3 separate regions of the Anas platyrhynchos genome follow, and all the other regions are linked to region 2. The links are chromatin contacts, called in public Hi-C maps. All regions are on one chromosome and are shown on one strand. The core of a region is the stretch at or near the end of the contact, and the rest is flanking DNA. Distances in the headings are between cores, read along the strand shown. Region 1 holds the start of SKI (SKI proto-oncogene). Region 2 holds the start of RER1 (retention in endoplasmic reticulum sorting receptor 1). Region 3 holds the start of TMEM52 (transmembrane protein 52).

Evidence for each region. A called contact is a pair of places that touch in the nucleus more often than the background predicts.
Region 1: a contact with region 2 is called in a Hi-C map of subcutaneous adipose tissue, with 4 times the contacts expected there. The contact joins the promoter of SKI here to the promoter of RER1 in region 2. A contact is called at or near these places in 2 of 8 Hi-C or Micro-C datasets (liver and subcutaneous adipose tissue).
Region 3: a Hi-C map of subcutaneous adipose tissue shows a contact between it and region 2, with 2.6 times the contacts expected there. The contact joins the promoter of TMEM52 here to the promoter of RER1 in region 2. A contact is called at or near these places in 4 of 8 Hi-C or Micro-C datasets (liver, skeletal muscle and subcutaneous adipose tissue).

The regions. Positions count from the first base shown.
Region 1 is chr22:360,740-364,537 of IASCAAS_PekinDuck_T2T, reverse strand. SKI (SKI proto-oncogene) reads right to left here and starts at 1,872. Exons shown (of 11, transcript XM_021266591.4): 1 at 1,731-1,872; 2 at 1,243-1,396. FAAP20 (FA core complex associated protein 20) reads left to right here and starts at 1,846. Exons shown (of 4, transcript XM_027443291.3): 1 at 1,846-1,980; 2 at 3,663-3,798. The coding sequence starts at 1,877.
Region 2 is chr22:636,937-640,860 of IASCAAS_PekinDuck_T2T, reverse strand. It overlaps RER1 (retention in endoplasmic reticulum sorting receptor 1), which reads right to left and starts at 2,140. Exons shown (of 7, transcript XM_027443160.3): 1 at 1,991-2,140.
Region 3 is chr22:229,801-233,383 of IASCAAS_PekinDuck_T2T, reverse strand. TMEM52 (transmembrane protein 52) reads left to right here and starts at 1,338. Exons shown (of 4, transcript XM_027443290.3): 1 at 1,338-1,493; 2 at 2,289-2,333. The coding sequence starts at 2,302. The region is part of intron 3 of GABRD (gamma-aminobutyric acid type A receptor subunit delta); the gene reads right to left. All of the region lies in intron 38 of CFAP74 (cilia and flagella associated protein 74), which reads left to right.

The DNA.
Region 1 (3,798 bases), core at 623-3,122, 280 kb after region 2:
TTAAATTTAGCAAGACCCAAAATCAAGTGAGAAGCAATAGGATTTCCATGTCAGCAGAGGAAACTATAGAAATGCTCTTGTCCAACATGGCAGAACCAAGAACAGGTCCTATTCTACACTTCACCTTCCTGCTACAGTAAGTACATTTTTAATTCTGGAAAGATGCAGAGTAAAAATACTTAGTACAGATAATGGGTAGACATTTCTAGAACGCTAGTTTAAAATCTACAGTAGTTACATCAACAAACAGAACAAGAATGACAACATTCACTAATGTGCTTGCCTTCAAAGGCTGCAATAGGTATGTATTAAACAGACAACAATTAAAAAATCTTACTGTACCACGGTTTTGATTAAATCCACCAAATAATAAAAAACTACAAGCTACAGTTGCTACGGATGCAGGTTTGTTTTGTTTTGGTTTTTTGCTTTTGCTTTTACAGTCATAGGCTACAATAATAATTTTCACTGTTCTTTTTATTATATTCTTTCACTTGTGGCCCTTTTTGTACAATAACTGACTTTTTTAGTCTTATCCATAATAGAGCTTTTGCAAATGTTATAATGCATGAGTCACAGTACTAACAGTAACACACTGCAACACCTTCAGCATGAAAAACAGACAACACTTTGGATGTCTCTTTTTGGAAAAGTCACATCTAACAGCACAAACCTGTTAGTACAACGCATGAGTTAGGAGCAGAGGCCATCAAACTAGCATGCACGGGGTCGTAAGATGTATAAAACACTAACACAAACAGCTCAGGAGCAAAAGAAGAAACCCTGTGGCTTGAGCAATCGTTAACACAGATACATACACCTAGAAATATGTACAAATGCCTGCACAAACTAGCTCAGTAAAAAAAAAATAAAAAAAATTTGAAGCAAGGTTTCCATATTATTTGCTGCCGCCAAGTGGCGATTATCAGTGGTGTGACATAAATTACAGCACAGCCACTAAGGCCAGCAAGTAAAAGCAAAACAAAACAAAACACTTCTTGTTTTGTCTTCTTCAATTAGCATCTGCTGTGGTGAAATCAGAGCTGAACTCTCCCTCTGGTATGGAAAAGGAACATGGCCTTATCCGGGCTTCAGAAGTTTTACCAAAAAAAAAGTGCTGTGTACCTGCTCCCCCCTACAAGGGCCTATTATCAGAGAAACTGGGATGTTTATTTCCTCAAACAATTATTCTCATAACGATTATGAAGAATTTTATCAGCGGTTACTTTCTGACCCTTTTACCTGTTGGGGAATGGAGGAAGGCGCTGACAGACTACTCCCTGCCGGCTGCATTCCGAAAGGCTCCAGCCTGCTTAGCACGTCTATCAGCTTCAAAAACTACCAGTTATGGCTCAGTTCTTACACGTGTTTTATTTCAAGTCATCCAGCGACATTCCTGCCAGAAAAGATAAGCAGCGTCACTTCTCCTGAGGGAACTAGACCAGAGACGCATTCCCAATCTACTTTACTTTTTGAATTAGCATATTTTGGCTTCAGCCACGTACCAACAGCTCTTTGGTGTCGGCACAACAATTATTTGCTGGTGAGGAGCACCGCTGAGCCCACAGCCATTTTGTGGGGCTCGTCCCAAACCCCATTTCCCTCATCCCCGCCAGGCCTGAGCACGCTGCCTTCGCGGACTGGCCTCGTCCAGCGCCCCCCATCTCCAAAACGCTACTCCCGTATAAAACTCAAGGACTAAACCCAACACTAAGGAGTCAGAGAAGCACCTAGCAGCTACTAGCAGCCGAGCCGCCCGCTTGTCCCCTCAGGGCGGGCCCCATGGCGGAGCGAGAGCGCTGCGAGGCGAGCGCTGAGGCGGCGCCTTCCCGCCCAGCACCGCCCCCTGACGGAGCGCGGAGGCCGGGCCGCGGCCATGGCTGAGGAAGGAGCAGCCAAACTGCGCCTCAAGCCCAGGAAGGCACCGGCAGCCTGCAGCCGGGAGCCCGGCCCTGGCTTGGAGCCCCCCCGGCGGCGCCAGTGAGTCCGGGCGGGACGGGGAAAGGGCTCCTCAGAAGCGGGGGGGGGGCGCGGCGGCGGGGCGGGCGGGGGGCGCGGAGCAGCGGGGCCGCCTCAGCCTCCCGTCCCCGGCCGAGGGTTGAGCACGGCCGCACCCTCAGAGCACGCCGTGGTCGTGCCGCCAGCACGTTGCTGGGAGCGTGAAAAGTTACTTCGTAAAACGCCGTCCGAAGCGTCCTGAAGAAATTTAAGTCGATTGCACTTCGTTAAAGTGCGCTGGGGCCCTGCGCCTTCTGCACGTTCCTTGGCACCAAGCAGCACCCCCAAGTATGGAGCCTGTGAGGAATGCTCGCTTATAAAAAACAATTTATGTATTTTTTTCTTCAGAATAAGACTCACAGGGACCAGAAATAAATTATTTTATTTATTTATTTTCCAGCCCTCTAGTAGCGGAGGGTTGAGAAAAGGAGTGAAGAGATAGGGTTCAGGTCTTGTTCCAGCCTGTTAGGATGAGCAAGTGTTCAGTCAGCTTCGCCCCTTCCAAAAACAGGCTTCAAAAGGCTGCTCTCTGCTCTCTTTGATGGCTTGTAATAATTGTCTGTGGTTTCTTCATTGTGCAGCATCATTCCTGGACTGTGACCCACAAAAACGCAGCGGTTGAAGTGAGAACACTGGAACTAGAATTCCCACATTGACAACCCATCTCTCTTTTCAGATTGGCTTTTATACAGCATTACTAACATAAAAACCCTTTTATGCTTGCTTTATAGTTAATCCTTTCTAATGCCTTCCTAGGAAGGATTAGATCAAGTTGTTTAGAAAGCTAATCAGTAATTTCAGAGTGCCACATGGGAATGACCAAGCACGCACAGGAACCAGTGCAGTTTCCTTCCTTACTGCGAACACTCTATGATTTCTGTGCTCAGCAGGTGTCAAGCTCAGTCTCTGAGAAGAAAACACCGTGCCTATGCTTAACTATTTCACTTGGAAGTAAAGACTAATAAATGCCTGTATCTCCTTTGTTATAAGTAGAAAGCAAGATGTTCTTTTTAAAAACAGTGATTCTGAAAGCTGTAATGCTTATGTAAGTCATGCTAGACTATAAAATGAGTTGATGGGCTAAATAATTTGTGTTCTAGAAAAATCTTGCTGTAGGCTAGACAGAGGTTCCCTTGGTAAACAAATGGTGTAATAAACAGCTATTTTTTTTTCCTCTACAGGGAGCCTTGGCTCTCTTTTTGATTGAAAAGTCCGTGTTTGTGCACTTACTGACAAATACTTTTTATGCACCTCTTGGTGGTTTGACATGTTAAAGTTGTCAAATATAATACTTATTTTAGCACATATAGTGCTACTTGATCAAGAGAAAATAGGTAAGAATGGAAATGTGTTGTGCAAAGGGATGAGTGACACCAATTTGCGGTCATAAAAACCCTAACATTGTGCTAAGCCATTAACAAAAGGGATCACCACACTAAGCCATTGAGTTGGGCTGGAACTGGTTAGTACACCATCAGCTATTGAAAATGTAATTTTAAAACTTCTGCCTTGATAAAGCAATATTTAGGAATAGCTATATCTTAAGAAACCTCAGAGTTACTTGAGGGGTAAGTCAAAATAATTAAAAGGCAAACTAATAGCAATGAGAAGTATTTCCTTCTCTCTTTCTCACCCCCAAACTATTGGATTCTCACTCTTCACAGGGCATTGGCTGACAAAAGTTCCTGGTTTGAAAAAGATGATTTAAATGAGTGTGAAAAAACATGGATTTTGCTTCTGAAGAACATAAGTCAAGATTTACAGTGCACAAGTTGGCAAGCAGTGTCCAGTTTTCCAGAG
Region 2 (3,924 bases), core at 891-3,390:
ACACCTACATCATCAAAACACAAGTTTATCTAAAGAACACGGGCAGCTTAGCAGTCGCAGAAAAGTTTTATGCATAAGTACAACCGTAATCATAAAAAAAAACCAACAGGGGCAGGATTCTGGATTTGGGTTAAAAAAATAAAGTTACTTAGGGAATTATTTTTAAGTATGCACTTCTGCTACCAATCTTTACTTTTCACTTCTGTTAAGCTCAACAAAGCTTCATCATTCACTGGAATACATAAACCAAGCAAAATAAACTGGATTTTAAACAGAATCATTTTTGCCACATCATCAGAAGTAATCCATGACATTACTTCCTGGAGTCCCCTTCTGTGGGTGGGACTACAGCTCTGGGATAGCCGGAGTACTTTTGCTCCTGTGTCAGCACCTCAAGAGCCTCACGTGACCACACAGATCTGTGAAACATTACTAAGGAAAAAAAAAATCAAATAGAAACTCATACAGAACAGATATGGACGTTTTCATCACAGGCAAAAAGGCAGCAATTATTACGCTCCCCATCCCCTGCACTGCAGAGGAAAGAAATTACTCAGCACTATGAGCTGAGCAGCACTTTGTGCTTGATTTGGGGTGGGTTTGAAATGTCCAGGAATATAAGGGCATAACAAAAAACATCCAATCAATTGATCAGACAACAATTCTCTAAAGATGCCAAACCTCTCATATTCCCACTGGTCATTTTACAGCTATGTACACCCCAAATCTGTGCTAACAGCAGACCTGACATGCCCATCCTGCAAACCTGTTAACCTACATAGACCCACTGACAGATCGCGTACATGAGTCTACGCATGGCTTCCCGATGGAGTAGACACTTTGCTTGGTGTAAAAAGTTGTCATACATTGGATTACACGTGCCCATGTATCCTGCATGCATTTCTTCCCCAGCAGCCCAAGGAGCACAAGCAGCTAGTGCTGTGTCCCAGAAGAGCCCTCGCTGGCTCAGTTTCAGCAGCACAGAGTAAAGCACCACATGACAGAGCTGAAGAATTTCACTTACTATTTCTCACCGCCTTACAATATTTACTTAAAGAAGGCCTGTAATAAAACAAGAATCAAGAAAAGCGATCTTTGGCATCGGAGCTGGTTTACAGTTAAGGACCCAAGCCAGATCTCGGTGGTATGGGGGCACAATTAAACCCAAGCAACAGCAATTCCTCTCTCAGAACATGACACAGAACTTCACTGTTCAGCATAAGGAGTGGTGCCAACCCTCCAGCCAGACCCGTAATGCCAAGGATCAGAAGGACACACAGAAATTAACAAAAGAAACAAATGAATAGCTTGCTACAAGCAGAAAGCAGAATCGTACCCAAACTAAATTGTGTCAAAAAGCATCTCTCTGCTGAAAAATTCCAAGAGGGTGGACACAAGCTCTCCAACTGCTATGTGTTTTTAACCACAGCTATTATAGCAATACCATTACAAATGTCATTGCACCCTGGAGTTGTCAAAAATGCCATGACCTGGGGCCAGAAGTCATTTAACTCAGCTGCTGCAACGTCACACCGCGAGCACAGGCTTCCTTAACGTACGGATGAAGGTACCGGGGAAAAGCCGCTCTGCAGCTGGCCCGAGTTCCCTCATCTCGTGAGGGAAGCCGCCTTGCCCAGAAGCGACGGGCACGGAGCTGGCCGAGGAACGGGCACCGGGCAGCCACCCCCGGCACGACACCGCCGTAACCAAAGCAGCCGAACAACGGCACCGAATAAAACCCCCAGGGGAGAACAAAGAAAATAAATCGCAGGAGACGAGCGGCGCGGGGAGGGGCAGAGCGGGCCCGGGAGCGGCCCGGGAGCGGCCCGGCGCGGGGTGCGGCAACGGCCGCTGGGAGGGCGGAGCGGGCCCGGGGGCCCCAGGACCGGGCCTGGGGGTGTCGCTGGGGCTGCCCCCGGGGCTGCCCGTGCCGTCCCCTGCCCGTGCCCTGCCCGTGTCGCCGCTCCCCGCCCCCGGCCCCGCTACTCACCGGCGGCCGTGCCGGGCCCTGCCTTCCGCCCCCGCCCCCCGCCTCTGCCGCCGCAAGATGGCGGCAGGAGGGCAGCCGGCCCGCTTCCGCTTCCGGGACACGGCGGGAGGGGCGGGGAGAGGCTCGCTGCCAACCCGCCATTGGCGGCCACCGGGGGAAGGCGGGAGGACGCGGCGAGGGGAGGCAGCGCATGCGCAGATGGCGCGGGGTCGACCGAGGGCGGGCACGCCACGCCCCTCCCGCTGCCGAGCCAATGAGCGCTGGGCGGGTGGGGCCGGGGGCGGGGTCACGCAGGGGGCGGGAAGGCGGTGCCTGCAGGGCGCTGGGGCGGCGGCACGTGACCACGCTCGGGGGGGGGCGCTGAGGGGCTCGCGCTTCCCGCCCTTAGCGAGCTCCCGTCAGCGAGCCCCTGCAGAGCGCGTTGTAGCCAAACTCCGAAATACGCGTCCTGGAGGGAAAGCACTGCTCCTGTGGCCCTTTGTGCTCCTTAACACTTCTCTAAGGGCAGTTATTTGGTTTTCCATCTGCTCTTTCTGTACAGCTGGAGTGCTGTCGGCCGCCCTATGCAGCACAGGGCATCCCGGCAGAGTACGCTCAGTTCGCACCAGTACGTTTATTTTCCTCATTTTTAAAATACAGCGTCCTTTATAGTCTCTAAACCTGTTACGCTATCTGAACAGGAAGGCAAACGTAGCACCCACTGCTTATATCTTTTTAAACAATGTAGTAAAGTAGCTGTGGAACCTGCAGACTGCTGTGCAGGTCAAAGCGTCAGTTTCAAGAGTTCAGTGGAGGGTTTCTGCCTTTGTATACTTTGTAAATCCTTTTGGGTGTTGACGTTTAAATGCTAAGATAATGAGTAGGTGAGTCCAAAGCATGTGAAGATGCTAACAACACGGTCTAAATTTAATAATATAAAGGAGAAAAATATGAGAGTTCCCCAACACTTGTCAAAAACAGAGGTGGACATTCGTATGTGGAGAAGGGTTGGAAATTGCAATTGTACAATATATTGTGATATTTTCTAGGCCATGACCACCTGTTCTCCAAGAACAGAAGTGACTGTGAGGGCAAGTTTTTCAATGTGGAAATTACAGGGGACAGATTTCACCACAGGACATTAACACGTGAGCCTTTTTACTTGTTAAGCGTTATGTGTCTTTTTAATAAATAGGTCTTTATCCCCGTAAATTTTAATATATAACCAGAGCTGCCAAGCTGATTTAGTCTACATTGATGGTCTTTCATGACAGTTGTTAAAAAGTCATGTTTTTCAGATTTTCTTGCTGGCTTCCCAACTTAGGCTGAATTCACTTACCTCAGAAAGTTAATCAAATGTATTAACGGTAGAAACCAGTCACATGTATCATTAATTTTTGGTAAGTCTCAGTCCTTCAAAGACATACAGATGCAGACATGCTCATATGAAATGCTCCACAACACCAGGCCAAAGCTATCAAAGGATTTAAAGAACTTGAATAAAGTGTCTGTTATGGAGGGACATCTCCTGTATGACTTACCAAGATAATATTTTAATTAATTCATATCTCTCATGGTATCCCGAGCAGAAAGAAGCAAGCTCAAAGCTCTGTCCCTTCAAGTTGCACCAAAATTTCCTGTTTCTGGTTATTCATGTACAAAAAGTCAGTGACTTCTCCAACTGCCTAATCACTGTGGTCAACAATCTGTAGGGCCGACGCAGAAAATAAAGGGTGACCACATGGAATATGTTGTATAATATAAATAAATTGGGTAAATACTTGAAAAAAAAAATAGCTATTTGTCATTCTAAGATAACACATACATTAGGAAATTCAGAGTATAGTAATTCTAGTGCTAAGCAATTCATTTTTCAGGCTTTAATGCAAAAGGTTTGGATGAGTACAAGCCATTAAAAAGCTGTTAAATACTTAATTTCATAGTCACCTTATTTT
Region 3 (3,583 bases), core at 89-2,588, 410 kb after region 2:
CAGAGCAAGTCCTAGAGTCATACACCTCATCAATACATGTTGGGATTACCCAGTGACTTCAGAGGTTGTTTCACACTTATAAACGGAGCTTTTCCCAAGTGACCAATGATCCCATGACCCTGGGTGGTCCTGTAGGAAAGTAGTCCAGTCACCAACACGTGACATTACTGATCCTTAGAGGACTGGGCTTCAGCCCTATCAGCTGGAGAAGGAACCACTGAACCCAGTAACTTCCAAGCTACTGGGTCTGGCGTTGTTCCCAGTGTTTTGGCACCAATCCATGGCTCTTGCAGAAGAAACCTCTGTCAACCCAAGTCCAAATACATTTCCTCCTGTTGCATTAAAATCTCAGGGAAAAATAAGTAAATATAACTTGTGGTTTGTCACACTAATTACTGGAGGAGATTTTATACAAGCAGCCAAATACAAACCACTGAGGCACCTGAATACCAGCAAAATGCTCTTTTATTAGTTGATCTTCCCCTTTGTTCTCCAACTAAAACCTTTCATAATCCATTAATTAGTTCCCTGCTTTTTAGCTCTAGTTGCCTTTTTTTGTTGCTTACCCAGCCACATAGCACAGCCACTGTGACTGATCATCTTTCACATGGGCTGGCAGGAGGGGTTTTGGCATGTAACTGACCTCTGCTGTATCGGTGCTGGCAAGGTGTCTGACCTTTAAATCACCTACTCTGAAGCAGAAATAAGCCGTGTTCATTCATACACAGTGGATGTGGGTGACCTTTGATGGATGTTTTGCTCTTCCCTGATGAGGGCAGGACTGCTGTAACCAGCCAGGGGAGAGTTTTGATGCAAAGGGCTGCGTGCAGGGCTTCACCATGATGGGAACTGCAGAAAAGTTGTCGTTTAGAAGGGGAAAAGCTGCTGTAATAATTGCTATAGTTGAAGTAATGAAACAGTTTCTGGAAAGTTTTTACCAAATAGTATCAACGCTATTGCAAGGCAGACATAACAACATGAAGGTCCTTAATTTATACATTTGAAATGTTGAGCACGGTTAAATTATTTTGGAGCAAGGCCATTTCCGGGGAGTAGATGATGCCTTTTCATTCATCTGTGCGTTTTAAAAAGACTTTCTACAAAGGGAAACACTCTGCTTTCCCAAACCTTTTTTATTTATTTATTTTTAATATTTTCGATCCTTTTCCACGACTCCTCCACCATCTCTCGCACGCTGCACAGGCAGAAGAGTGTCCAGCACACGAAGCCGCCGTCGGCCTCCCGCGAAAAGCGCCGAGCCGCAGCCCCGCGGCCGCCCAGCCGGAGCCGGGAGCGTTGCGCACCCCTCGGGGCCGGCGCCCCCGGAGCCGCTCCCGCAGCAGCCCGGTCCCGGCCCCGCCTCGGCGGCTCCTCCCCCGGCGCTGCCGCCTCCGGGCCCCGCTCGCCCTTGAGGCGGTCCACGGCCCCGCTCCTCTCCTCCTTTCGGTGACATCGCTCCGCGCCCCTGCCCGCGGCTGGAGGCGCTCCGACCGGTGAGTACCCAACGCCGGGCGAATCTGCGCCCACCCCGCTCCAGTGACCTTAGCGGAGCAGAGGGGTACTCGCTCCTGGCCGCCCAGTGCTGCTTTTTTTTATCCCCCAGACCCGCACCGGCTCGCAGACGTGGCCCGGCTGGCCTTGCTGCGCCTCCCCAGGGTCTTCTGCAAAGGCAGCCCCCCCTGTCACCTGCAGCTCTGCTGGGACGCCGCACTCTGAAACGTGTCAGAAGCTCTCCCCTTTTCTTTGTACGTAGGTAGCTCTGAATAAAACATTCCTGGAGCTACGGAGTACACAGAGCTGTGAAGCACTGAAGCTTTCATAGCACTGGAGCTATGAAAAAGTAATTTAAAAGTATCTGGGAGAAGTAGGAAGTTAGGCTGGGTTAAGGAGCTGGACTCAAAGATCCTTGTGGGTCCCTTCCAACTCAGGATATTCTGAGACTCTGTGAGCGTTTGCTGTGGCACTTCACCCTTGTTAAGGTGAAATAACTGCCTCATAGTTCTGAGAATCCAGCACGTGTAGTTCTCTCTCCTAAGCAACAGCAAAGTTCCACTTTGAAAACAGTTCTTCACCCAGGACCCCGCTTACACAGTGGGATTTGTGTGCTCGCAGCTGGAGTAATGTTACAACCATGAGGAACAGTCCTCTGAAACTAAATCAGGGGTGTTTTTGTTCCATATCCCAGATGATTGCTTTTCCTTTTTCAACTCAAAAATGTGTTCCCTGACATGTATTTCCTGCTTGAGTGCAGATACTTAAACCAGTGAATTATCCACCTTCCTTCACAGATGCCCTCAGAACATGTCTAACTGGACAAGTCTGTGGTATGTCTGGTAAGTCGATTGTTAATCTTACTAACCTCGGAGTAATTTGACATATAGTAAATAATAAGCAGTAATTGCAGTAAAACAATGGGAATGCTCCTTTCAAGACACAATGTGGGAAAGGGTTTCTCCTGTTTTATGAAAGCCACCAGTGGAATGACCGCATCGCAGAGGAGATACGGTGTCAGGCGGGACGGAGCATTCATCTAGGGATATGTCATCTTTCCATTCTGAGTACGCTCAAGTTCAGCCATAGCGCTTGCTTGTTCTTCCTAAATAAACAACTTTGAGCACAATGGCAGCTGCCCAGAACGGGCTCGTTAGGGCTTGGCACTGCGCTGCCTCCTGTGCAGTCCCCAGCTCACTCCCTTTTATGGGACACAGCACCGTTAGCTTGTGGCGCGGGTTTGTCATTCTGAACTCAGGGTGATTTTACAAAACTGTTCCCTGGCTGCTTGACTGAAAGGGGAAAAATAATGGTGAGTAAAAGGCAAAGGGCTCGCCACAAGTGGGTTGGTCTCTGGCCTAGGTCATGCATTGTATGTACCCTAACATTGGAGTTTGCATTCTGTCACATACCATTAATTTTGATGACATGCAGAGTGAGTTGGTTACTTTTCATTGTCATTCTTTGCTTTCTTAGAATGTGTTGATATAGAGCCATTTAAAAATACATATTATACAATGTATTTTAAGGCTTCTGCAATTAGGCAGCATTGAAATCGTGACAGCTAATGAGCCAGTGCTGAGACTGATAGCACTGCGATACCTTTCCCTAGGTGATTTCTGCCTCCATCAGAAGGCAGCGTGTGAGGGCTCACAATCCTTTATTTCATGGCACACTAGCGGGCAACTCCTGGGTGTGAGGACTTAAGGATTAGCTAGTGCTGAGGTAACGCTCCTCGCACTACAGGGATGTTTCATTGCAAAGTTATAGTAGGACAGCATGCACTTCTGGCACGTGGTTTTAAATTCCCTGAAAGCATTTTTCTAAAACAGTAATTTGCATGAAAATGCATGAAATTTGTGGAAGTTTGAGGCCCTCAAATCTAAACTTTGAGTGTAGTCTGTGTGTGCATCTGACTCATACTAAAGAGAAACATTCTCTCTTTAAAACCAAACAAAACAGTTATTAAAGGAATGTTTTGTTTGGAAACATGATTCTTATGGACAAGTACTACCTTTGGTTTGGAGAAAAGAACAGAATGCTACTGAGGCCTTTTCTACAAACCCTTGCCATTGAAAGTGGAGCCGTTCTC